Regions from separate parts of the Sus scrofa genome. Here region 2 is linked to region 1. A link is a contact called in public Hi-C data. All regions are on one chromosome and are shown on one strand. Each heading gives the region's core, a stretch centred on a gene start, on an enhancer-like site or on the middle of the called end of the contact. The rest is flanking DNA. Distances are from core to core; before and after follow the strand shown.

The links. Hi-C and Micro-C count contacts between places; a contact is called where the count stands out from the background.
Region 2: a Hi-C map of liver shows a contact between it and region 1, with 4 times the contacts expected there. The contact joins the enhancer-like site here to the promoter of DHRS11 in region 1. A contact is called at or near these places in 3 of 5 promoter capture datasets (fetal liver, fetal skeletal muscle and liver), 25 of 47 Hi-C or Micro-C datasets (adipose tissue, alveolar macrophages, blood and 13 more) and 2 of 2 datasets of contacts at active chromatin or transcription factors (alveolar macrophages and skeletal muscle).

What each region holds. Positions count from the first base shown.
Region 1 is chr12:38,112,294-38,116,351 of Sscrofa11.1, forward strand. It overlaps DHRS11 (dehydrogenase/reductase 11), which reads left to right and starts at 1,724. Exons shown (of 7, transcript NM_001244532.1): 1 at 1,724-1,989. The coding sequence starts at 1,858.
Region 2 is chr12:38,551,080-38,555,137 of Sscrofa11.1, forward strand. The region is part of intron 11 of AATF (protein AATF); the gene reads left to right. Among named protein-coding and RNA genes, the nearest start is that of AATF, 91 kb to the left of the region's middle. Within about 2 kb of position 2,207, at least 6 of the 83 cell types and tissues checked have an H3K27ac peak or open chromatin away from gene starts, as enhancers often do. A contact at or near this core is called in fetal liver and liver, where this site is marked.

The DNA of each region.
Region 1 (4,058 bases), core at 474-2,973:
GTCAGTAGTTCAGTAAACACATGTGCTTAAGTTAGAGCTTTATGTCTGTGTGTTGATAATACTTGGTGGGCAGCAAACAAGCAGCAGGACAGTCGATAGCTCTGTGCAGTGGGGATGGAATGAATTTTATGGACTTTGTACCACTTAATCAGATTTCATGTGGTCAGAAGCTTAGTGAGATTTAATTTTTGTAGTCAGTGGCATTTTTTTGGATCCACCTCCTGAGTTGTCTGTTCAAATCAAAATGTATAGGGATTGAGGCAGAGATAAAATGAGTCATTTCTTTCTGACCCTTGTTTGCTTCCATCCTGAAATCCATAGAAAATGAGCAAGGGTCTCCCACCACCCTTGGCTCTGAGCCCGATCCCCTCTCCACGTTCTGTTGCAGTTAGAGATCCCTAAATTAAGCAAGGGTTGGTTTTGTTTTGCTTCGGTCTTTGTGCTTACAACCAAACACAGGAGTGCTTGTTGAATGAATAAACCAGCCACGATGACTGCTTATTCAGCAGAGAAGTTTTCTCTTTGGAAGGATGGCTATATGAAGAATGCAGAAGTGAGGCAGTTTTCAGTGCTTTGATGGAATATCCTTAGCGGTTCTACTTTGAACAGAACCAACAACTTAAGAGACAAAAGGGAAAACTGAGTAAAGGCAGTTTAGAAGCACACCCCCTGGCCTGATACTGGTCTGGTTGCTGTCCAAGCTAGGTTTCAACTCTGACTCGGTAGTTATTTTGCAAAATGAAGAGGTTAATAGGTACTATCTCATGTGGTTTTGTGCATATTAATATATTTAAAGTGCTTAAAAGTGCCTGTCACACGGTAAGCTCTGAATAAATGTTAGCTATCGCTTTAATCTTTGCTACACTTGGAGATGTATTTGCTCCACTGGGAGTGGGAGGGCTTAGGGAAGTTGGAGACTGGGCTCTTAGGGATACAGTTCCCTCAGTACATGTGTACTTGGGGGTGTTTCCTTTTTTTTTTTTTAATTTTATTATTTTTTAGTTATCTCCCCAATATAATTTTTTTTTCTACTGTACAGCATGGTGACCCAGTTACACATACATGTATACATTCTATTTTCGCACATTATCATACTCCCTCATAAGTGACTGGACATAGTTCCCAGTGCTACACAGCAGGATCTCATTGCTAATCCATTGTGTTTGCATTTTTCAGCAAGTTTTCCTTGTTTAGTAAGGGCCGAGGGATCAGATAGGGTTGGAAGTCTCTCCCAAGGTCACTCAGCGTTGATAGGTGAGATACAGCCTTTTCTGGGCTAAATCCTTCCTATTAGCCACCGGCTGGTTTAGGTGGGTGTTGGAGTCATTTTATTTGCCCTTAATTTCTCTTCTTGGTTTTAGAGGTCAGGAACTGGGAAAACAGAGCAGGAAGCAAGAGTACGTGCGTTCTAGGGCCTGGTGCAATCCTCGGTAAACCTCATCACCCTACCGCAAAGGGTGAGAGAGGTCACCAGACTAGCCGGACTGCAAATTTCCACGCCCCTCAGGCCAGGCCCCGCCCCGCCTGCGGGAAGCGGTTTCCTGGAAGGGGCGGGGCAGGAAGGGGCGGGGCTGCGCCCGCGCGGCTGGTTCAGGGGTGGGGCGGCCAGGCGGCGGTCGTTCTACGGGCGGGATGTGGCCGATTGCCGAGGGTCGGAGGGTGGAGCCGGGGGCGGAGGCCAGTGGGAGTGGCAGCAGCTCCCGGCGGAGCTACGACGGGACCAGGCTGGCGGCGGGTTCCGCGTTGGTGACCAGAGAGCGGCCGGGCCCCAGTGACGTGGGGCGGAGCTCCGCGATCCAAGTGCCCAGCTCCCCGAGCGAGGTGGGAGGGCGGCTCGGGACCCTGACCTGGGCTGGCATGGAGCGGTGGCGTGGCCGACTGGCACTGGTGACAGGAGCCTCGGGGGGCATCGGCGCGGCCGTGGCCCGGGCCCTGGTCCAGCACGGACTGAAGGTGGTGGGTTGTGCCCGCACCGTGGGCAACATCGAGGTAAGCCCCAGATGGGGAGCGAGTCGCCCTCTGGGCCCAGCGTCTTTTCCGCTGGGCCAGGGTCCAGGTCGGGGGTGGGGAGTGGCCGGAGCTAGACTGTCATGCTGCCTTCACTTGCCGGCCACCTCAGGGCCACTTGCAGCGGGCTCAGAAGCTGGCGAAATGGATGATGCCTAATAGGGGAGGCTTTTTGGATCTCTCGCGGCAGGACTCCATCTTCGCTTTTTAAAGTCCCCTCTTTTAAGGAACCTTTTCTCCTGACAGCCTCTACTCGGTATAACAAATCTCTGACTCCCTGCCATCTTTTTCCTTCTCCTCTACCTGCCTGCGGAGGTTGGCTGAAGAAAGAAACCAGAGGTCAGAGGCTAGCTAGGCAGCCAGGGAGAAGCAAAGAAAGCTTTCTGGCCTTAGTGGCTAAGTTGGCTCCTGGATTGCTTCCTCTGCGCTTCAGATCTAGTCCACAAAGCCAAGCCAGGTGGCTAGCCAGCCAGATGAGCAGAAGTTAGAGGTTTTTTTGATCTTATTCATTTTTCACCTAGGACTGAGGAAGGAGTGGAGCTTTTCTGAAGAGGCTCAGCCCCCTGCCCCTTCCCCCCCTCCCCCAAATGTGAAGGTTAACCCCTACCCAATGCACATTAGGAATGAATGGGATATCCTTAGGTAGACCCTTCTTCAATTTCACTGTCCTAGATAGGACTGAATAGGTGAAATAGGGCACTGAACATGTGAGTTCAGAGGGGATAAAGCAATGTGGAACTGAAACTTGTGGTTTTCCTCTTAACACGGGTTGGGAGCCCCAAGAGTTGTGAGCAATAAGAGTTCAGACCAAAATGAAACAAAGCAGAGAAGAAGAAGGCGAGAAATCTCCATCGGAGGATCACTTTGGATTTGCCCTTGGCAAGACCTCCTCTCAGGGTGTGGGCTGGGGCTTAGCTTCATCGCCACCTTTGCTCAAAGTCCCTGGGCAGGGAGAGGCCTGGGTGGGGGGAGAGTGGGAAGGTGTACAGGAAGGAGGACTGTCCCCTCCCCTGCTGCTGACCAAAGGTACACTTTATAGCCTCCTAGATAGTCCCAAGGTCACCTGGCTGTGCCCCACTCTGCCCCTCCCTTTCTCCTATTCTGAGGTGCTCAGGGCCCAGCTCCCCATTTAGAGGATCAGGCCAGGGATTAGACCCCTGGCTTCCCTAATGCTTAAGCCACTCTTGCCTTCTCTTCCTGCTCCCCTATCCCACACTAGCCGGGAAAGGGGTCCCTGAGCCCAAGATGATCCCCAGGCCGATCACTCAGCCCCAGGATGACTCCTTTAATGAGGGGAGAAAGCCTCTGCTGTGAGGGGACTGACTTGATTTCAGGTCATTTTTGAGGAGAGAGGGTGGACAGGTGGGGACACTGCCATGAGAAGGCAGTGACAGGGAGAAGTGTACTCTCAGTCCCTCCATTCTGGCTCTCCTGCAGGGCTTTGAATCTGGAGGAGGAAGGGAGACATTGCATGCCAGGGGAGGGAAGAATTCCAGGCTTCCTCGCCCACAGCCTGCTTTTTTCTTAATTGGTTGAATCATTCATTCATTGATTTCCTGAGATGGTCATGAGTCGGTGAAATCCAGTGAAGGGGGCCTTCTGAGTCCCAGAGGACCCCCTCTTAAACTCTTGGAAAATTAAAGCAGAGAATTTCCTGGGTCACCTAATCCAGCTTGGTTTGGGGGGAAGGAAGGAGTTCCAGGGCAGCTGGCCAGGCTGGCCTTCCCCTAGGGGCACCCTGCACCCGCCAGCCCCCTCCCTCGCACACATGTACAAAGGGACCTTCGCGAGGCTCAGGTGCCCAGTCACTGGCCTCCAAGGCTACCACGTAGTTTGTTCCTGCTTCTAAATAGCAGCCTCCCTCAAGCCCTCTCCCAGGAGCCCTGTTTTCTCAGATCTCTCTCTGGGATCCTCAGTGTCTTGAGGGCCCTGGTAATGCACATGGGCTGCCCAGTGTCTCCTGCCACCTGACTTGGCTCATGGTCTCCAGAGAGACTTTGGGCCGGAAAATGGTGCATCATGGGTCAGAGAGAAAGACTCTGTCCCAACTT
Region 2 (4,058 bases), core at 957-3,456, 440 kb after region 1:
TTCCCACGTCCTCTGTTACACCACAGCCTCAGAACCACTAGTCTATCTAATTCGTTCCAGATGTCGTTGCCAGGTTACCCCTTCCTAAGAGAGCACTTAGAGCATGCTCTTCCTCGTTGCCCTCAGACTACTGGAACCTGCCACTCGAGGCCTGCAGGGACTTGTCGTCCTGCTGCCTTTCTTTCCTCATCACCTGGTTTGATGTGCAGGCCCTTTGTGCTGTCCCGTGGGCTAGGCGCCCCCCCTGCCATGTCCTGGGACACACTCCCTGCTCCTCCCGCTAGTGTCTCTTGCCCCTGCCCCTCCCACCTTATCTCCCTTACCCCACCTCCCCTATCCCATCTCCCCCTCCCTCCCCACCCCACCTCTCCTACACACTCCAGTGCTTTCCTGTCTTGGGGTTCCTAGTCCTTGGTTCATACCAGCCTTTCCAGGGAGACTCTGATGGTTCCCCATCCCCCACCGAGTAGGCTCTTTCATCCCTGCTTTATTTGTTCCTCTCTAAAAGTACTTATTACCGATCACCAACATACTTACTAGGGTTTTTTTTTTTTTTTTTGCTAAGAATGCTTAATTTATAAGTCAGAGTAGATTGTGTATGTTTACTATAATCCTGTATTTGGTATTATTGAGGTTTTGTGTTCATACATGTGGAATAATATATTTTGGTTCCAGTTGTATCTTGCCTTCCTTATTATATTGCATTTTTGTAGCACAGGTATCATTTGCAAAATAATTTATTTAAAGTCTTTTCTGGAATTTTCTTACGTGCAGTGGGTTCAGGATCCAGCATTGTCAATGCAGAATTCGATCCCTGGCCTGGGAACTTCACGTGCCATGGGTGCGGTCAAAAGAATAAAAGAATCAAGGAGTTTCCTGGTTGATGTCAGCCTCTTCTAAGCTAGAGAACGGACTCCAGATCCTCACCTGTTCTTCCCCAGCCCCCAGGCAGTGTGACCGCGAAGAAATCCTCTCTCTTCTTTATAAAGCGAAAATAGATAGTCCTTCCATCAGACTGCTCATTAGAGTCTTGAGAATGGAATGTTCTTTGTAATTTTTTATTTCTGAGTTGGACTGTTTTAATGATATCTTTACAGATAATTGATTAAACAAAACTTCGGTTTTCACATGCGTACATATTATGACATTGTCTGGTCTGCAACACAGACGTCCCCGTTTCTGTGCAGACCTGAGAAGAGCTGGCTGTAGGTCTTCTGTCTGAAATGCCTTTAAAGGCCTTCAGCTCATGAGTCTGTTACTTAATAAGAATTTGCTAGTAAGATTATTTTTGAAAACAGTCCTTTTCCAAAGCCTTCTTGCCTTTTACAAAAACCTCTGCAAGTCATCTAACTCCTTTAATTCACAGGTTTTCATGGACTTACAGTGGGTTACAGCTCTATAAACCCACCGTAAGTTGAAAATATCACAGGTTGAAAATGCATTTCATACACCTAGCCTTCTGCCATCCCGGCTGAACCCAGCCCACCTTAAACTGCTCAGAAGAGTTAGGCAGAACTGCAGCCAGCACAAAGCCTGTTGCATAATCAAGTGTTGAGTGTCGCATGTCGTTGATTGGATACTATCCTGAAAGTGAGCCACAGAAGGGTTGTCCGTGTGTCTCTTGCCCGCCTGCTCCGAGGTCACCTGGCTGCCTGGGAGCTGCCCCGTGTCAGTGGTGAGGATCTCGGGCACCTCGCCAGCCCAGGGAGAGGTCACAGTTCATAATTCTAAGTCCAGTTTCTCCTAAGTGCGCATTGCTTTTGTACTGTCATAAAGTCGAAAACTTTTGAGCCATGGTGAGCCGAGGACCGTCTACACTTCGCTCTGTCCCCACAGCACTTCGTATGCAGCCGTTTCCCCACCGGCTTTTGCCCCCATTCTCTGGGGACCCTGTCTCCACGCAGGGACGTTGTACCGCCTGATGGGCCAGCTCCGTGTTCCATTCTTCACTCTCAGCCACACAGGCAAAGCCGCAGAGACAGAGTCCAGCTTTGGGCCTTCTCGTTCCTAGTCCTTTACCTAGAGGATTTCTGAGGTCTTTTTACTTAGGATGAACCCTGGGACAGGCTCTTTCAAGAACACTCTTGTATTTCCACCATTTCCAAAGTGTGTATGTGGCAAACTTGGTGCTACTGTAGGTTCTCTCCTGCCCAGTAACCCTACTGGCTATGGTTTCCAGCGGCCCTTCTGCTCAGTACTGGTTACTGTGGAAACGTGGAGTATTTGGACAGGGCTCTGTGATGAGCAGTTCTAGTTTTAGGTCAGTTTCTTTGGACTGCTTTCAGGGTTTGGTTTAAGAAAGCAGTTCTGGAATGGCTCCTGCCTGTGCATTAACAAGGCATCGTAGTCCCTGGTTACCTTTGTTGTTTCTCGTGTTGGTATCAAGTGTCAAACCAAAAAGGGGTGTGGAGATAAAGGGCATCGCCTCATTGTACTTCGGGGAGTCGGGCACTCGTAAGGGGAAAAGCTGTTAGTGACGGCCCTGGAAGCGAGTCCTGCAGAGCCATCCCCACACCCTGTGTGTTTATCCTCTGTCTCCCTCTGGGGAGCAGGCCGCTTTATAAACATTAGCTCTTCTACCCTCTGGGCACCTCCACTTAAAAGGTAAATAAGACTGAAGGCTCTTTCTTCTCCAATATAGATGAGGAAACATTGGCCCAGAGAGGGAAATTACTTGGTCAGGGGCAGGGGAGGCCCCGGGGTGCTGGGCGTCCCGCAGTGGGCGGCCCTGACACGTAGAAGCTACTCCTGGCCCCTTCCCCTTTCTGCTTCTGGAGGCTGGTGGGGGTTGGGCCTTTTGTCTGGTGTGGAATGTGAAATGCTGCAAAGAGGAGCAATTGTTCTTCAATGCTTTGTGCTCCCTTATAAGAAAGAAGAAATCAATACACATTTTCTCCACCACGCACTTGGCAGCACTCGGCCTCCTCGTCCACCTCTCCATCCTGCAGGGGAGGCGCAGCCCTGCAACAAAACAGACTCACCAGCTTCCAGGGGCAGAAATGCAAACCACTCATTCTGCACTTAGCAGTCAGGCTTTTAAAAACCAGTCCTGTAACTGGTGGACGTCAGGGACCTCTGACTTCACTGTCTGGTTGGTGAACTGAGGCGGGTGGCTGGGGAGGTGCCCAGTTGCAGACATCTGGAAGCCGAGGGCCCCTGGTCACTGCTCCTGGGAAGGTGCCTAGCAGGTGTCTGGATAAAACTCCATTCCCCCCGCCCCCTGCCCCGTGCCCCCCCCCCCCCGTTTCTCTCTGATTTACAGAGGGGAGGGGGAAGGGCTTTGAAGGAAACCTTTAAAAATAAAGAAATTGACAGGTGTAGGGCATCAATTGGCATTTATCAATTAATGTAAGTAATCTGTCCAGACAAGAGCCCGATCTCAGGGTGATTTTATATTTTAATCAGACAGTGTGGTACTGATACCTGTAGCTTCCTGCCATTAAACAGGTAGGTGTGGGGCCTGAATGACAGAGAATTTGCTGCCATTAACAAAGGTAGTTTAGGTGAACAGCTTTACAGGGCCTGGTGGGGGTCAGTTTATTGGCTTGGAGGCTCCGCCTGGGCGAGGGTGCGGGCGTCCTTCCCACCGAGGAGATGGGCAGACCTGGGGCCAGGAGGAGTTGGCCAGGGGAGGCGTCCCGAGAGAAGAGGAGGGAGGAGGGCCGAGAGCAGAAGCCGGGGGCGGGGAGGGGGATGTGGAAGGAAGATGGGAAAGACCAAGAGGGTGGAGCCCAAACAATTCGAGGTGGTTGCACCTGGGGCGCGTGGGGGGGGGCCGACAGCACCTGCTCCGAGGGCCCCGAAGGGACCTTCGTGTCCTGCCAGTGTTAGTGGGGCTTTTGGTAAAGTCAGTCCTCCAGCTTTTCACTGGAAGTAACGCATGCTTTGCTGAAACTCTGTGGGTCGAAGACAAACGCGTTCATTAATTCTGTGTGTTTTGACCCCCTAAAAAGTAGCCGTTAAGCTGGAGCTGAGGGAAGCGTCATCCTCGGCCGCCCCCAGCCCTGGGCAGTCGGGCCGCAGTCCTGATAGGGCTACAAATGTAACTCAGTGTCAGC